2 separate regions of the Sus scrofa genome follow, and region 1 is linked to region 2. A link is a contact called in public HiChIP or PLAC-seq data. All regions are on one chromosome and are shown on one strand. Each heading gives the region's core, a stretch centred on a gene start, on an enhancer-like site or on the middle of the called end of the contact. The rest is flanking DNA. Distances are from core to core; before and after follow the strand shown.

The links. HiChIP or PLAC-seq counts read pairs in DNA pulled down with a chosen protein or histone mark.
Region 1: a contact with region 2 is called in an H3K27ac HiChIP or PLAC-seq map of alveolar macrophages. The contact joins the enhancer-like site here to the promoter of RBM38 in region 2. A contact is called at or near these places in 1 of 5 promoter capture datasets (skeletal muscle), 3 of 47 Hi-C or Micro-C datasets (fetal liver, omental adipose tissue and subcutaneous adipose tissue) and 2 of 2 datasets of contacts at active chromatin or transcription factors (alveolar macrophages and skeletal muscle).

What each region holds. Positions count from the first base shown.
Region 1 is chr17:57,871,979-57,875,369 of Sscrofa11.1, forward strand. All of the region lies in intron 8 of CTCFL (CCCTC-binding factor like), which reads right to left. Among named protein-coding and RNA genes, the nearest start is that of CTCFL, 17 kb to the right of the region's middle. Within about 2 kb of position 1,748, at least 2 of the 83 cell types and tissues checked have an H3K27ac peak or open chromatin away from gene starts, as enhancers often do. A contact at or near this core is called in alveolar macrophages, where this site is marked.
Region 2 is chr17:57,781,501-57,785,195 of Sscrofa11.1, forward strand. It overlaps RBM38 (RNA binding motif protein 38), which reads left to right and starts at 1,656. Exons shown (of 4, transcript NM_001105312.1): 1 at 1,656-2,077; 2 at 2,856-2,979; 3 at 3,538-3,592. The coding sequence starts at 1,841.

The sequences.
Region 1 (3,391 bases), core at 498-2,997, 91 kb after region 2:
TGTCTTTGGTGTTTTATCTAAAAAGTCACCACCAGGAGTTCCCATTGTGGTGCAGTGGTTAACGAGTCCGACTAGGAACCATGAGGTTGAGGGTTCGATCCCTGGCCTCACTCAGTGGGTTAAGGATCTGGCATTGCCGTGAGCTGTGGTGTAGGTTGCAGACGCGGCTCGGATCCTGCATCGCTGTGGCTGTGGTGTAGGCTGGTGGCTCCAGCTCCGATTAGACCCCTAGCCTGGGAACCTCCATATGCCATGGGAGTGGCCCTAGAAAAGGCAAAAAGACGAGAAAAAAAAAAAAAAGTCACCACCATACCAAGGCCATCTAGATTTTTTGTCTTATGTTATCTTCTAGGCCTTTTATAGTTTTGTGTTTTGCGTTTAGGTCTGTGACCCATTTTGAGTTAATTTTTGTGAAGGGTGTCCAGATTCGTGTCTAGATTCTTTTTTTTTTTTTTTTTTTTCGTGTGGACGTCCATGGTTCCTGCACCATTGGTTGAAAAGGAGGTCTTTTCTCTCTTGTGCTGCTCCTTCTCGAAGGGCAGCTGACTATCTCTGGGGGTCTGTTTCTGAGCTCTCTCTTCTGTTCCACTGAGCTGTCTGTTCCTTCACCAATATCACCCTGTCTTGATTACCACCAAAGCGTTAGAATACGTCTTGGAGCCGGAGAGTCAGTCCTTCAACTTCATTCTTCTTCAGTATTAAGTAGGCTCTCCTGGGTCTTTTGCTCTCTCTTCTAAACCTTAGACTCAGCTTCTCAATCCAGAAAATAACGTGCTGAGATTTTGGTAGGAGCTGCACTGAATCTGCCGGTGACATCCTGACGGTACTGAGGTTTCTCATCCATGAACATGGAATGTCTCTCCATTTATTTAGCTCTTCTGGTCGACTTACAAGGTTAATTTCTGCCGTACAACGAAGTGACTCCGTTTCACACACACACACACACGATACATATACACAGATTCTTTTTGTATTCTTTCCCAATACGGTTTATCACAAGATGTTGAACGCGGCTCCTTGTGCTGCGCAGTAGGACCTGCTGTTCACCCGGGGCCGTCTTCACTTCTCTTATAATACTGATCTCCAGCATTTCTTTTTGGTCTGTCTTCGGATTTCCAGCTCTGCTTACACGGCCCGTCTGTGCTTCTGGGCTGCCTCCTTTCCCCCTTAGAGCCCCTTTGCATTAATCACAGTGGTTTTAAACTCCTGGTCTGATCATTCCAACGTCTCTGTTGTTTCTGTGTTTTGTTGCCTTTTTTTTTTTTTTTTTTGTCTTTTTAGGGCCATACCTGCAGCATATGGAGGTTCCTAGGCTAGGGGTCTAATCAGAGCTGGAGCTGCCGGCCTACGCCACAGCCACAGCAACGTGGGTTCCAAGCCATGTCTGCAACCTACATCACAGCTCACGGCAACGCTGGATCCTTAACCCACTGAGCGAGGCCAGGGATCGAAACTGTGCCCTCATGGATGCCTGTGAGATTCATTTCCACTGAGTCACGACGGGAACTCCCCGTTTCTCGTTCTGATGCTTGCTCTGTTTCTTCAGATTGTGGGGTTGTTTTTGTCGTTTGGAATGCGGTGGCATTTTTTTCTTGAGAGCTGGGCGTGACGTCCTGCTTAAGAGGCTGCCGTAAACAGGCCTCAGTAACGTGGTGCTGGGAGTGCAGGATGTGCAGCCTTTTAGGTCTCGGCCTTTTCGGGAGCTCAGTTTCTTTTCCTTTCTCTGTTGGGTGTGGACAGAATGTCTAGAACGGGCTGGTTATTTTCCTTCTCCATGTCAGTGAGGCTCTGATAAAACCCCAGTGGGCCAGGCTCTGGTTAACTAGTTTCCTCTTTTTGCTGTTTTTCCAGGGCCGCACCCATGGCCTGTGGAAGTTCCCAGGCTAGGGGTCAAATCAGAGCAGTAGCAACGCCGGATCTTTGACCCACTGAGGAAGACCAGGGATCAAACCCGCATCCTCATGGATCCTAGTCAGGTTCTTAACCCACAGAGCCACAATAGGAACTCCTGGTCAGTTTCCTGTAGGGCAAGCCTTTGGGACTGAGAGCCCTGGGGCAATATGGACCAGCTCCTCCCCACTGCCCCTGCAGGAAGTAGGAGATTTTTTAGATATTCACTGTGGGGACCTTGCTAAATTCCTGCTGGTAAATCTCACACTATCACGGGGGTCCCGCTGGAGCGGATCCCGTGCACATCGGAGCGCTCGGAGTTGCGCACGCTGACCTGCAGCCATGCGTCAATGACAGCCCAGTTCCCCCACGTCAGCAGGCTCTGTTTCCAAGTCTCTGCTCAGGAAGGAGGGACGCCCTGCACACACCTTTTGGGTCTCCAGTCTTGGCAGCAGCGGTTTGCCGTGTGTCTTCGCCCCTCCTAAGGATCCTAAAAGAGCTGGCGATTGTCCCCTCTGTCCTGCTTTCTCCTTGTTCCGAAAGAGTGGCAACTTCAGTTCAGGTTCCTTACGCACAGAACCGGAAAGTCCCTCTATATTTTCTTAAAGAGCCTAGTTGAGATCTAATTCACATACTACACAATTCATCCCTTGAAAGTGTATACTTCAAGGTTTTTGGTTTATTTGCAGGATTCTGCAACCGTCCACCACACTCACCTTTAGAACATTTCAAAAAGGAACCCTCTACTCTTTTTTTTTTTTTTTTTTGCCTTTCTCTAAGGCTGCACCCTCGGCATATGGAGGTTCCCGGGCTCGGGGTCTAATGGGAGCTGTAGCGACTGGCCTACACCAGAGCCCCAGCAACGCCAGATCTGAGCCATGTCTGCAACCTACAACACAGCTCACAGTAATGCCGAATCCTTAAATCCTTAACCCGCTGAGCGAGGTAGGGGATCGAACCTGCCACCTCATGGTTCCTAGGCGGATTCCTTAACCACTGCACCATGACGGGAACTCCCAGGAACCCTACTACTCTTAACTCCCAGGAACCTCTACTCTTTTTTTTTTTTTTTTTTTTTGTCTTTTTTGTCTTTTTGTTGTCGTTGTTGTTGTTGTTGCTATTTCTTGGGCCGCTTCCGCGGCATATGGAGGTTCCCAGGCTAGGGGTTGAATCCGAGCTGTAGCCACCGGCCTATGCCAGAGCCACAGCAATGCGGGATCCGAGCCGCGTCTGCGACCTACACCACAGCTCATGGCAACGCTGGATCGTTAACCCACTGAGCAAGGGCAGGGACCGAACCCGCAACCTCATGGTTCCTAGTCGGATTCGTTAACCACTGCGCCACGACGGGAACTTCGGGAACCTCTACTCTTAACAGTCCCTCTGTGTCCCCTCCCTCTAGCTCCTGGCAGCCACGAATCAACTTTCTGTCTCCACGGATTTGCCTGTTTCTGGACATTTCATTCAAATGGATCATATCATGTGGTCTTCTGTGTCTGAC
Region 2 (3,695 bases), core at 406-2,905:
TCAATTTAAAATGGACTCCACACGATCTAAATTGCTAAAGTGCTAAAATCTCAACACACTCTAAAAGCTGAGAATTATGTTTTATTTGGCGGCCTCTCTGAGGACTCAAGCCCTGAAGGCAGACTCTGAGCTCTGTGGGATGGCTCTGCAGAGAGAAGGGAGGAGCCAGTATATGTAGGAGTTTTTGCAACAAAAACCAGGTAGTTGGTACATCAGGAGATTACAGTTAATTAAAGAAAAACCGTATTTCTCCGTTAATGAATGTAGTGTTTTTCTTGTATTGGAAGATACAAGAGTCTGGGCTCCTTGAATCATTCCTTTGATATGCACCTTAACCATCCGGGGGCAGGATCCCGGTTCTTCCATCCTAAATCCCCCCGGGGTGCACTGGCGGGGTGGCTGCAGTGGCTGATGGCTTGATGGCCACAATATCCGTCTCATCCACAGCAGACTGCCGACGGCACAGGACATCACAGTGGAGGTGCCTGGATGTGCGGGGGCATTGAGGCCCTCCGGGCCTGGCTGTGCATGGCCCTGTGACCCGGGAGTGAGGCAGGCCAGGGCCAGGGCTCAGTGCTCTCCTGTCAGACGTGAAATTCCCACCAGCTTTGAACAAGGGGCCTGTCCTTGTTCAAAGAAGGATGGCACCGGAATCCAGGTTCTTGTTCACGGCAGTCGAAGAATGAACTCCGTGAATACACAGGCAGCAAGCAAGCAAAGTATTAAAGAAAAGCAAATAGCTCCCAGGACAGGCTGAGAGGGGGGGAGAAGAGCCCCCCCTTCCTCTATTGTCCTTTAGGGGTTTTTAATTTCTTAAAGATGGGAGGGTCCCGACGCGGGGTCCAGAAAGATGTGGTTTTCTCCCATTGGCCCTGCTCAGTTACCTGTATCCTGACCTTTAGAGACTGGGGCCGGGGGTTTCTGTGCCTGGGGAAGGGGACAGAGGGAACTGGGCCGCCCTCTGCTTGCCTTCCCCCAAGGTCGCACACAGAGATGGAGGGATCCGTGGGGGGGGGGGACGACTTTCGAGGAGGCCAGAACTACTCCCCAGCCAGTCACCTCCTCAGTGGGGCCTCTGGAACCACGCTGGCTCCTGCTGGAAGGGTGAACTCTGATTTATTTTTCTGGGTAGTATGTATACCTGTATGATTGTCTTGTTCATAGACGCCTGGTGAGGCTAGAGTGTGTTTTGTGCATTCTGCCTCCCCCCAAACCCTGATAAATATCCGTGGAGAGAATTACATTTATGCCTTAAAAACAAAAATTATTTCACCTTTAATGTATATTGCTGTACCCTAAGTAGCTCTGGGAGAAATGCCCACTCACTAAACGAGATCTGAATCATGTACACCGGATTCGCTAGGCTCTGTGCTCGGCGAGGACAGGGTCCTAGAACCTGGTGAGCACGTAGTATGTCTCCAGGGAAATACCTGGAAGCGCCTCCTTGTCGGATGGGCACACCGCCCCTCGGCTTCCCCTGTGACACGCGGAGGACGGCGGGGCGGGCCCCGGACTACGCTTCCCGGCGGCCCCTGCGCGCCCGGGGGGCTCGGGCGGGGCTAAGGCTGGGGGCGGGGCCTACGGTCGGGGCGGGGCCTGAAGCGGACCGGGGGCGGGGCGGACTACAAAGCCCAGGGGCGGGCGCTCGGGCGCAGAGTGCCCGCAGCGCCGGCTGAAACGCGGCGCGGCGCAGCGCAGCGCGGCGCGCACGGCGGGAGCGACCCGCGAGTGGACGGGCCCGGCGGTTGGACCGGCGCCTCTGCTGCCCCGCTCGCTCCCCGCCGCCCCCAATGAGCGCAGCCCCACGCGGCCCAGGTCCGTAGGCGGCTGGGCGCCCTCCATGCTGCTGCAGCCCGCGCCGTGCGCCCCAAGCGCGGGCTTCCCGCGGCCCCCGGCCGCCCCCGGCGCCATGCACGGCTCGCAGAAGGACACCACGTTCACCAAGATCTTCGTGGGCGGCCTGCCCTACCACACCACCGACGCCTCGCTCAGGAAGTACTTCGAGGGCTTCGGGGACATCGAAGAGGCCGTGGTCATCACCGACCGCCAGACGGGCAAGTCCCGCGGCTACGGCTTCGTAAGTGGCCCCGCGGCCGGGTGCACCCCGCCCCGCACTTATCGCGGCCGGAGCGCTGAGTCAACCGGCGGGCGCACGCCAGCCCGGGGCGCCTCCCGCCGGCGTCCGCACCTGCTGCCCCCTCTCGGGCTCCAGCAGGTCCTGCCCCCGCCCCCTGGGCCCCATCTCCCTGCCCCCACCCCACGCCGGCTTTGAAAGGGAGAGCCGCTGTGTTCAATTCGGACTCCTAAGTTTGTGGAGAGGTTTGGGGGACAGACACTTACCCTTGGGACTTCCTGGAGCAACAAGCGACCGAGTTGCAGGGCCTCACCCCAGGGCGCTTAGGAGCCTTTAAGCAAACCCCGTTTTTTTTTCCAACAGCCCTCGCAGAAACCCTAAAAATCTAAGTGAAAAACGGCTCTGAGACACGGTCTCCTACTTACCTTCTAACTACAGTGTCCCCAAACCTCCCATGAGGAAATTTGTGGCCCCCACTGGTGCGATAGGCCAGGCCGGGTCCTTTGCCTCCCTTGGCATTGCCCTGTCTCTCTTGGGATTGTTTCTGTTCTTGAAGGCAACGTTTCTTAGCACTTGAACTTGGAGGGAGGAGTTGGGATCCAGGGGGCAGCTCCGTGGGAGGGTCCCAGTCTGGGGTCAGAGGGGACTGGGCCTGGAGCCTTGGGTAACAGGCACCCGGGGTGGGGGGAAGTGAGTGCCTGGTGCCAGGGCAGAGCCTGCTCTCTGCTCCCCCCACCGGCTAGGGAAACCCCTCCAGGTGACTAAGTCCCTGTTCCTCCAGGTGACTATGGCAGACCGGGCGGCAGCTGAGAGGGCTTGCAAAGACCCTAACCCCAACATCGACGGCCGCAAGGCCAACGTGAACCTGGCCTATCTGGGTGCCAAGCCGCGGAGCCTCCAGACGGGTGAGAGCTTGTGTTTGCCTTCCTTGGCGCTTCTGGTTGCTATATTCAGCGACGGTATCTGTCGGGTAGAAGAGCCACCCCCCCCAGCCACCCCCTCCCCCGCCCTGCTCCAGGAGTGGCAGTAGGCTGTCATGTGCTCCCAGAGACAGCCGTCACAGGGCAGTCATCCCCCAGCTTGGAAGCTGAACCCCTTCTTCTAGCCACGTGTGCCAGTGGGACAGGAGGGCATGTCACCTCGTTGTCAGCTGTCCTTGCTAGAGGGAGGAAGTTGGTTCCCCCGGGCTGGAAGTTGGGAGGAGAGACACCTAGAGGTTGCTGCCCCTCAGGTCCTTGGCCCCCTTCAGCTGGGAGTTTGGGGTTGGAGGTGGCCTGGGAGGGGCCTGGGAGGGGAGGGGAAGCCGATTGTCCCTTTGGATTAGAGGTGGGCAGCTGTGTGGTTCTTTCCTGGAGGTGGCCTGGGAGGGGAGGGGAAGCCGATTGTCCCTTTGGATTAGAGGTGGGCAGCTGTGTGGGTCTTTCCTGGGTGCGGCCAGGCCCCTAACCAGTCTCTCATTTTAGGCTTTGCCATCGGCGTGCAGCAGCTGCACCCCACCTTGATCCAGCGGACTTACGGGTGAGCGGACGTGGCTGGCCGGGGACGGGGAGCACAGGGGGAGCTTGGAGACCAGGGCAGGGGCTTCCTGGGTCTCCGTCTGTAGGTGCCCATCATCAGGGAG